Regions from separate parts of the Mus musculus genome. Here region 1 is linked to region 2. The links are chromatin contacts, called in public promoter capture Hi-C maps. All regions are on one chromosome and are shown on one strand. Each heading gives the region's core, a stretch centred on a gene start, on an enhancer-like site or on the middle of the called end of the contact. The rest is flanking DNA. Distances are from core to core; before and after follow the strand shown.

The links. Promoter capture Hi-C pulls out the DNA fragments that hold promoters and counts their contacts.
Region 1: a promoter capture Hi-C map of second pharyngeal arch cranial neural crest shows a contact between it and region 2, with 4 times the contacts expected there. The contact joins the enhancer-like site here to the promoter of Mmp7 in region 2. A contact is called at or near these places in 9 of 39 promoter capture datasets (the 3T3-L1 cell line, the C10 cell line, cranial neural crest and 5 more).

Annotation. Positions count from the first base shown.
Region 1 is chr9:8,677,153-8,682,529 of GRCm38.p6, forward strand. It overlaps Trpc6 (transient receptor potential cation channel, subfamily C, member 6), which reads left to right. Exons shown (of 13, transcript NM_013838.2): 11 at 772-855; 12 at 2,316-2,391; 13 at 3,262-3,589. The coding sequence ends at 3,413. The region is part of intron 4 of Gm32014 (predicted gene, 32014); the gene reads right to left. Among named protein-coding and RNA genes, the nearest start is that of Gm32014, 61 kb to the right of the region's middle. Within about 2 kb of position 3,664, at least 2 of the 459 cell types and tissues checked have an H3K27ac peak or open chromatin away from gene starts, as enhancers often do. A contact at or near this core is called in second pharyngeal arch cranial neural crest, where this site is marked.
Region 2 is chr9:7,688,503-7,693,594 of GRCm38.p6, forward strand. Mmp7 (matrix metallopeptidase 7) reads left to right here and starts at 3,588. Exons shown (of 6, transcript NM_010810.5): 1 at 3,588-3,740. The coding sequence starts at 3,624. The region is part of intron 1 of AV064505 (expressed sequence AV064505); the gene reads right to left. It also overlaps the pseudogene Gm19212.

The DNA of each region.
Region 1 (5,377 bases), core at 2,414-4,913, 990 kb after region 2:
CAGGCATGATGTTAAAATGTTATTAGGGAATCTAAAGCATGAATGACTTTTCTGACTGTTGGAGTTTTATTTCATTGGAAGATGGCTTATTCCCATGATATACAGATTGAGAAGTATTCTGTTTTTCTCAAGACCTCATGTTTATTAGTAAAACAAAATCATTTTTTCTTTGAGAAAAATATCATTTTTTCCTCCTAGAAAAAAATGCATCGAAGAGTTCTCAGTTAGGCTTTTAGCATTACTACATTTTGTTATGTGTTGCCAAACTTCATTTTCTTTCTTTAAAAGTGCTACCACAATGGGAGTTTTGTGAGGAGTACAACTGAAGGGGACACTGTCCAGAGCTCCTAGTTGAAAGGGGCTCATTAGAGTTTCCATGGCATCTGAGTTCTGTTTGGTGAGGCTCCTGGTGTTCTGGTGAGCATCTCAGGCAGGTGCAGGTTTGTCAATCAGACACAGGATATGTTCGCATCACCACAAAGTTCCCAGCACGTTTGTTTCCTCTTGTACCAAACACCTACCTCTTGCAAGGCTAAAAAATGACTCTTAGGGGAACATTGTGAGAGTCACAAAGTCTGAGGGGCTCCACACACAATCTCCAGTAGCAGCAGAAATTGAAGACTCCAGCAGGACCAATTCTTATATCTTATATAACAGTACTATGAAATTAAGACAAACAGCACCAGACATTAGCTCACATGAGTAACTAATAATCTCACACACATTAGTTGACAATACAAATTAAATTAGAATTTCTAATTCTCTTTTTAGTTGGCACACAACAAACAATCAAGTACAAGGAGCTCAGAAGATTATCATTTAAATAGTTTCAGTAACCCTCCAAGACAATATCAGGTAAGCACAAAGTACTTAAAGATGTAAAGCTAGCTGTTGGTTAAGTTCAGGTTTTCAAGCTCTGAACTTTGTTAAATTAAAATGAAGTATCAAGATATTTTTCAACATCAAAGGTTTCATCCATTTAACATGTGCTTATGGAGTAACTGTCATGTGCCTGGTACTTTCCAAGTGGAGAATATGTAAATAGACAATGACATAGCTTAGAGCCTAGGTTCTTTGTGGAAGGCCAACCTTATGAAACAAGACAGAGGGGCTAGAGAAGTGACTCAACTTAGGAGCACAAACTGCTCTTACGGAGGACTCAAGTTCAGTTCCTATTATCCACATGGCAGTTTAAAATGACCTATAACTTCAGCTCCAGGACATCTGACCTCTTTTGACCTTCAAGGGCACCTACACTCATGTGCATATATATGTGTACACAGATATACATACATATACACGATTTTAAATAAAAACCTTACAGATTTTAAAATAAAACCAAAGCAAAATTTACCTCACATTCTCCCACTGTGAAATAAAGATGGTCCACAGGTTAGACTTGTGAATAGTCTATCTGCTGCTTGTATATATGTACACATATGTACAACTTTATAAATGCTAATGTTCTGTAACATATGTGTCCTGTTATACACATGAGTTAGTAGTAAGTTGTGTAATTGTTCTATAGTGGGTGCTTTCACTCTGACATATATTCCTGTGACTATTAATGGATTTATTCTTTTATATAAGTAAATGAAAATTTTGTAAGAAAAACCTCACTATTGGTGGACTCTTAATATTTCCTTTTGTAAGCAATACTATTAAAACATATTTTTATGTTTTTACAATGTTAAAACATTGCATCTATAAACCAAACTACATCCTCATGTGAATTTTTTCAGCACCGAACTGTATTAATTACCTTTTAATTTGGATTTTATGTAGTAAGTTTTGGTGTAGTAATATAAGAATGTTCTGTACAATTGTTGCATATTAGTTTACATTTAATATATATTTATAGTTATGCACAAGCCAAGGCACTAGTGAACCTTTATTTCATTGAAACTGGTGGTTCTTAAAGCAACTATACCAATCAACAGTCTCTACAATTCCTGGTAGGATTGGGAACTGGACATTTTTTATCTCCATCCTTCCTCAAAGAGTTCTGCATAAATTATCTGACAGGAAGTTTGTGCTTTACTTTCAAATAATACAAGAAGGAGCACAAAGAATTAAATGTTTGCTCTATGATCTTCCTTTTTTTTGAGAATTAACTTTTGAGTCATTAGCTCAAATAATGTGAGAATTGCTTTCATAAGAAAACTAAATTATGGAGACATATACTCCTTTTGAGCTAAATATTACCTGTGCTTTGGTAGCCATCACTTCCAAAGGCAGGTAGACCAGAACCCTATTCTAAATGAGATATTTGCATGAACATAATGCTGAGGTGGATTTCTCCTTGTCTTGTCTAGAAAATCATGAAGAGACTCATTAAAAGATATGTATTGCAGGCCCAGATTGATAAGGAGAGCGATGAGGTGAATGAAGGTGAGTTGACCATAAGGAAAAAGCTTTCCAGTATGAGTTAAGGCTGTGTGCAGATGTGGCGGTAAGAGAGAGAGAGGGAGAGCTGGGCATGCAGTAGATGAGCCTCAGGAAGCCATAGAGAATAAGCTCTCTCTGACTGTGTTAGTAGCTTTTCCCACTGCTGAAGCAGCCTGCCCTACAAAGCAATGAAAGGAAAAGAGGATTTATTCTGTTTCACTGTTTAAGGGGACAGTCCACCATGTTGGAGAAGTAGAGTGAAAGTGGACAGCCCACTGTGCTGATGGGAGGGACGGGAGGCAGCTCTTATACTATGTCTGCAGAACAAAATGAGTGGCTGTGTTGGGCTCACGCTCTCTTTTGTCCCATTAGAACTCTTGCCAAGAGTCTGGCGCAGCCCACAGGTTAGATGAATCTTCCCATGGCACTTAGACATAAATCCCTTACTAGTCCAGATGCTAGTCAGTCTCCAAAAGATCCTAGATCTTGTCAAGTAATAATCAATATTTGCTGTGATCACATCCATCAAAGGTACAAAACGGTAGGGCAGAAGCTCTTTGTCCAGAGACTGCATGGTCTAGATGAAACATTGTAATTTTTATGGGGTCTTGTTGGAGGTGTCTGGGAAAGGCGAGCTGTGCTACCACAACTCTCCAAGTCTCCAGATAACTAAAATTTTGCTGTAATTAATTTTCTTCCCTGAGTAAAATAGAAAGGTTTTTTTCTGATTGGGAAGCTTTTCCTTTGAAAAGATTCTGAATATGGTCAGGATTGTCTTTATTCTAACCTGGAATCATTGGTTCACACTTCATATTCATAGAAAACTTCATCTGTTATTTATAGTTAACTTCTTTTTATTCTTCCTCTTCACAGGGGAATTGAAGGAAATTAAGCAAGACATCTCAAGTCTCCGTTATGAACTCCTTGAAGAGAAATCACAGAACACAGAAGACCTAGCAGAGCTCATTAGAAAACTCGGGGAGAGACTGTCGTTAGAGCCAAAGCTGGAGGAAAGCCGCAGATAGAGCAGAGCCCCTCAGAAGTGCATATTTATTTCTCCACTTGAAGCCATATTATTTTCTGACTTATTTTTTTAAGTGTCAATGATAAAAAGTATGTTAACTGATAACTTGGATCATTTAGAGTCCTAATATCAACTTTTTGGGTGATTAAATTGCATTGCTGAGGCTAACAATTGCTGATAATGCTGAACAGCCTGCTCATTTCCTTGGAGCTTGTTTTCTGGATAGCTTTCTTGGGTAGGGGGAGGGTAACTCTTGTGCTGGTGTGAATGCCCCTCCTGTCTGCTCGGTAATGGGCCTCAGATGGCCTAGGGTATGTTTAAGCTGTTCCCTGTGCTCCTGTTGTTCCCTGACAAAGTGAGTTGCAGCATCTCGTTTCACCAGGGACTTCCTACCCTAGAATATAGAAGAAAATCATTTAGAGTGTGCTGTAACCACCATCTAGGTACTCAAAATAATTGATACTGCCTGGTCCAACTTGCTTTAGAGCCTTGTGTGGTAGCAAACTTCTGTTAGATCAGCACTTGGCAGTTAGAGAAAGGTCTGGAACTTAAGGTCCACCTTGGCTACATGGTAAGATTCTCTGGGCTACATGAGACCATGTCTAAAAATCAAAACAAAATAAGCCTATACCTGTGTTCAATTTTCTGCCACACCTGTTTAAAAACACTTAACAATGAAAATGGTTTTCCTGGATAGGGAACATGGGAACATGGGAACATGGTGTGTGTGTGTGTGTGTGTGTGTGTGTGTGTGTGTGTGTGTGTGTAGCGTGTAGCATGGAATATTAAAAAGCAATTCATGCTACCACCTGCATTGCATTGGTGGGCAGACCTGCCTGTTCTCATCTTGGCAGACTCGCTGATCTGGAGGTCCTAAATCTGTCCAACTGGCTCACTAAGTTCCCATGGCTGGTTGTTACCACACCAGCCCCATACTTCCAGGTTCCCAAGATTTTGGGAGTACACTTCTTACAAACCCACGCTTTGCCTCTGTACCTTTCTCTCTGGAACCCAGTTGAGCACCACATGAAGGAAAACACCACCCAAACTTAGTTTAGAACCAACAGTTAACACAATTGTTGGGTGCAGCAACTAGCATTCTAATTTGTAAGCCATTCTAAGTTAATTCTCAGGTAGCAGATCCCAACATATTTTCCACCTGACCTGAGAGGCTCTGCTTTCTACATTTTGGCCTCCATGCTCCTCTGCTGTCCCCCAAACCAAGACCCTCTCCTCTTCTGCCATCCCTTTCTCTGATCCAGAAATCCCACCTACATGCCCAGTGACTGGTTCCTTGAAATCTTTATTCATTAGGGGAAGGCTCACAAGAAGTCACCGGAGTAGTGATTCACTCCTCATCCCAGGCAGCCCCTCCTGGGGAAGCGGAATTAGTATCAAAATGTGAATAGTACCAGGGCTATCCAGTGTGTGTGTGTGTGTGTGTGTGTGTGTGTGTGTGTGCATGTTCTCATACATATGTATATATGTGCATGCACGTTTATGTAAGTCTGTGTGTGCATACGCACATACTACATGTTTGTCTTCTTTTGTAACTAATATGAATCCTCAAAACTTATTTATTATGACTTTTTAAATTGTACCTAAAAGTTACTACTCAATAAGAACGCTTTTATTACAGTTGTGTCAAAGTCCCAAACACTGTAATTCTTTGGTTCCTTGACAGCACAATTTTGTGCCATTTCTGAGCAATTTACAGACAAACTCCCACATCCAATTCCCTGTGATATTTGCAAGCACTGATCTTGCTGGAGGAAGTGAATCACTGGAAAGCAGAGCACAGAGTTCATTGGTCTGTCCTTATTAGTGTTCCTTGTTTCTTGGTCAAATATGATGTGATGGATCCAACAACATAGCATGGTATTCTTGCCATGATGGAATTATACTCCTCAAGCCGTGAGCTAAAATTAATCCTTCCTCCCTGAAGCTGCTTCTTGTCTGGTGTTT
Region 2 (5,092 bases), core at 2,338-4,837:
GCCTCCAATTCTTTCTTTTTTGATCCTGAACTGACCAGCTCCAAAGTTTATGTTGTGTTAAAGCCTTGCTCAAGAAAAAGAGAGAGAGAGAGAGAGAGAGAGAGAGAGAGAGAGAGAGGTGGTGTGTGTGTTTTAAGTACCAGTAACATAGTAGCCAGCAATGGTTTTGTTTCGTCATTGTCACAGGCAAACATACACATTCTTCCTTTGTGCTTGATCCTGTAAAGTAGGTGCTACTCTTGGCCTTGTGGTACAACACTTATAAATATAATTCACCGATAAAAAGTTGAAGCCATTAAGAAGAACTTAATAGCAACTACCAGAGGACAATTAAATCTGGAAAACTGCAGACTGTGAAGTGAATTGGAAAGGACACTGAGACACACAGTATAGTAAACGCTTGCTCCAGAGGAGGTGCAAGGGGAACTTCTCTTGTGCTATGGAAGGATTCCCTAAACTTCTCCAAGCCTACTTTCTCTCTGATGTTTCCTTTACGTACTGCAGAGCACTGAGGATAGTGTCCCTCTGTGCATTGCCTGAGCATGACACCTGATCCTAGTCCTGGTGGACAGTTTGCAAGGTCTCTGTGCAGTATGTTGTATTAAAACTGTGTTCCTTGCAAACTCACTAAGCAGCTGGATGTGATGTGTGTTCAGAAGACTGAGGAGGCTTCTTTTCAGAAAGTGGATCTTTATACCAGAGGAACTCCTCAGGGAATGCCAAGAACAGGCTAAGGAATACCCCAGAACATTTGCTAGAGAAATTTGGTTCTCCAGAGAAACATCACTAAATTTGGCAAGAAATTTCTCAGCAGTGTCTCTCTTGGATTGATTTTTCATTTGGTTTTTGTTTTTGTTTTGTTTTGTTTTGATCTCTCTATCCACTACCCATAAATGAGTCTAGCCTGCAAATTGCCATATAGTCTCTGTCTGAGCAGGTCCTCCTTCCTGAGAATGGTTCAGGGAGCCGCCAAGCCTGAGTAGCAGCCACTTCCTAAAATGAGCCAGGTGTATTAAGCTGGGTCTTTGGTGGTTTGGATGGATCAGGCACTAAGAGGTCAGGAACTGCAAAGTAAATTCCCACACTGGATGCCACCAGCCTCTTACCTATCCCTTCACCTGTGGAAGGTATGTCCCCAGCGGTGAGTCTGAAGGTGAAAGTGGGCGTGTCTGTTTGCATATTGACTCTTTTCATGTTCATAACAGAATGTTCTTGATCTTCAGCCATATTCATACAGTACCTGAATTGATGTTTTTCAGGGCTAAGCTGTTAACCTCTCCTGTAAACCAAAGGTCCTGCTGTCCTCCCTCCAGCAGCAGGGTCTCAAGAGTGATGCAGTCCTTGTGTGGGACAGGTGGAGAGAAGGAATATCTGGGCAGAGCAAGGAGAGACGTGCTGAGCTGGGTCCTGGTTCTCAGCTCTGGATCCTGTGCTGCCATTCGCACTGCTGCCCGCCTTCCTACTGTGAAGGCACAGCAGGGCGAGAGCTAAAGCCTGGTTTCCTGGCATGCCTGGCATCCTTCCTCTGTCCTACTTATCTCAGTGAGGCTTTGGTTCTCCCCGTCTCACCCTGGCTGTCTTAGTAATGATTTCTTGTCTCTCTCGTGGTCCTCAGCAGAGTTGTCTTTCCTGCCACAATCCATCTTCAGTACAGCACTAGCATTTTCTCACAATCCAAAGCCAGCTGCACTTCTTCTTTCAGAAGGATGAAGTCCAAACTCCCTGCACCCAAGGCTAGAAAGCTTTCCAGCCCGACTACAAATAGCATGTTTGCACTCTTTCCTCCATCCATAGGGCTCACTCTTGGTGTTGTACATTCTAAAGTTTCAGACAACTGTGTGATGACATGTATTAATCATTACAATGCCAGAGCAATTTATTGTTTCTTAAAAATCCTCTGTGCTCTGTAGTTCAACTCTAGGCCACCCTTTCTCCACCCTGTGGCTCTAACCACTGATCTGCCTGCTGTCTTCTCAGACTGAATGGCATCTAGTCAGAATCAAGTTTTAACCCTTTCCTGTTGGTCTTTCACTTAGCAGCACTCATTTAAGGCTCTTCCTTGCCTTCTCACCACTCTCTTACTTTTAGTGCTGAATAATCCCTTTACATGGCTTACCATAGTCTGTCTAGCCATTCCCACTCCGAAAGACATCTTGACTGTTCTCAAGTTTTAAACAGTGTAAATAGAAGTGTTATAAGTATGCACTTGCAGCTCTTATATGGACATAAATTTTCATTTCTTCGATGGCTAGGAAAGAGTATATTTGGGTGGCCAGGGATTTAGTTGTGGGCATGCCAGACTGTATTCCTAAGTGACTGTTCCCAGTATATCTTGCCTTTACTGTTGCATGCTCAGGATTTGAAGCACTTTTGATGGGTTTTAATTGGCTTGTTGCTATTTAAATTCACATTTCCCTGGTAAGTGGAACGGGGAACATCATTTTATGTTTACTTAGCATTTGTCTCTTCTGGCAAATTGTCTGTTTGGGTCCCTGGTGCATTTTTTAAAATCAGATTATTTGTGTTCTTGTGTTTAGGGGTTCTGTATATAGTTTTAAGAATAGTCTTTCATTGCATGTTTTTTGCAATATTTTCTCCCAGCCTGTGGCTTGTCTTGTTATCCGAGATAAGAAAAGATCCAAGATTTTACTCCGAAACACTGATCAATGAACATCTCATAGCACTGTGGTTACCTGATACAGGTTACATCTATAAATACTCATTTATTGTACACACGTAAGTTATGCAGGGCTCTTCCTGAAGATTTGGTGGAAGTCCTTAATTGAAGAAAATTAGGAATAGCACTACCCAGTGAGAAAAGAAACCACCTGATTAAAGGATGCTCAACAGTGTGACTCAGATAGGAGGCTGTGAGAGCGGAGGCTAGAGGCTAGACCTGCAGTAGCCGCTATACAGCACCTGCACCTGCAATGCCTGTCTCTCTCCTTTACAAAGAATTATGAAACACCAGCAATGCTCCAGGTCCTCCTCCTTCCTTCCTTCTTCCTTTTCTCTTTCCTTCCTTCCATTCCTCTTTCCTTTCCTCTTTTAATCATTATACCCCCTATGCAGCCCATGATCTGGCTATGTAGCCACTATGTGGCCACAAACTAGCGGTCCTCCTGCCTCCACAGCCTCCTGAATTCTGGACCCCAGGCAAGACTCATCTATACATTCATCTTTAAATCAGCTTGGTGCGGCCATCTTCTTTCTTGGCATTGGTGGTGTTGTGGCACCTGCTCAGTGATGCTGGCTGTAACTTATGCTCTGTTCCACATGTTATAAATGTTTAGTAAAATCCTTGTAAGATACAGAATACAATGACAGATCCAAAACTTTGTCATTGATAAGACTTGAAAGAGTAGTAATTTTATCCAATAAATAAGAAAAGTTTTCTTGTGGATTCAGCATGGTGGGGGGGGGGTGTCCTCTAAAAGATAAATGCCATGTGTTCCTCCTGCCAATATAAAAACACAATACTTCCTCATTGTTGCTAAATTCAAAAAAGAAAGAAAGTGTGCAAATGAGTCACCTATTTCCACATTCAGGGCTGAGAAGCCATATAAATTTCTCCAGCCCCTGTCAGGAAACATCAAAGTAGCTCTGAGAACAATCGCCTGTTGATGGCAGCTATGCAGCTCACCCTGTTCTGCTTTGTGTGTCTGCTGCCAGGCCACCTGGCCCTGCCACTGTCCCAGGAAGCTGGAGATGTGAGCGCACATCAGTGGGAACAGGCTCAGGTATATCCTTCTCTCACTCGGGGTTCTCTGGCCTCACCGCCAATATTCCACGTGTGGTTTTGAATGATTTGTCCTTCGGTGCTTGCGTGGCAGTAAATATTCTTGGGCAGAATGTTCCTGGTTAGAGAAGCACTGCATGCTTTCTGTGAGTAGCCATCCAAGCTTTCCTAAACTCTCGTTGAATGCCAGCTCCTTTATCTGCTCTCTAGCATGTCATTTCATTTCTGGCCTTAGATTTTCCAATTCAGAAACTGGAGAGTATAATAATGATACCACCAAGTGGAGAGATTATAACATACTTAATGCAGTATTGAGATCTCATCCATGCTCAGGAAATGCAAGTGTTATTATTGTTTATTGCAACTTGCAATTATTTTCATGAACTGTACTGAACTGGACGTCTAAGGATGAAGTCTCACAGTGAAGAGACCTATAGTCAGAAAGTGCAGAGAGAAGGTGTAACATTCTTGCATATGCAATAGAAGCTAAAACACATCTATGTTCTAGCCCATGGGGTTATACCAGCAGAACATAACATGATGATAGAAGCTCACATGTGCAGTGGTTACAGACCATAGGAATGAAGTATAGAGTGTGTCATCTGATCACTAGCGCTAGCCTGAATAGAGCTCAGTCGCCTTGACTCACATTCTTGCTACCAAAATAGAGACAGAAATCAAGATAAGCTTTTCTAACTCAGAAATCAGGCTTCTTCAGATAAATTGTTATTTGGTAAAATTGGATAATGACTGATAAGCTTTAAGCAGTAGAAAAATAGAGCTATACTTCACACTCAGTTTGACTTTTTTAAAGATTGATAAAGGAGAGTCAATCACAGACTTATAGCTGGTTTCTACCTTACCAAATAGCATTTTTAAGAGTTTTGATTCAGTTTTCTCCAGGATGCTATTACAAAGGTTTTTAGGCCCTTTGCTTAGCACACAGATTGTCTAAAAGAAGAAGGGTCATTGTGTATTTGAGCCCAACCTGAGCTACATGATGAGTTCCAGACTAGCCTGTGCTACAGAGGAAGTTCTATCTCAAATCAAAACCAGGAGTAGAAAAGAATGCAAACGTGTCATCCAAAGAGTGTCTCATTGAAGTCCACAGCTCTAGGAGGGATACAATGTTTGTTGTTTGTTTGTTTGTTTGTTTGTTTTAAAGAATTTGTTCATGATTATTATGAGTAATAAGAATTTGTAGTATTGAATGAAACACCATGGCAACAGGTAAGAGAACATTGTGTTAGTCAATTTGGTTTGGTAAAATGAAGAGTCATGGGAGGTTTTCAGACAGATAGCCACTGCCAGGTGCTCTAATACTGACAGCAAATGACTGAGCAGATGGTAAGC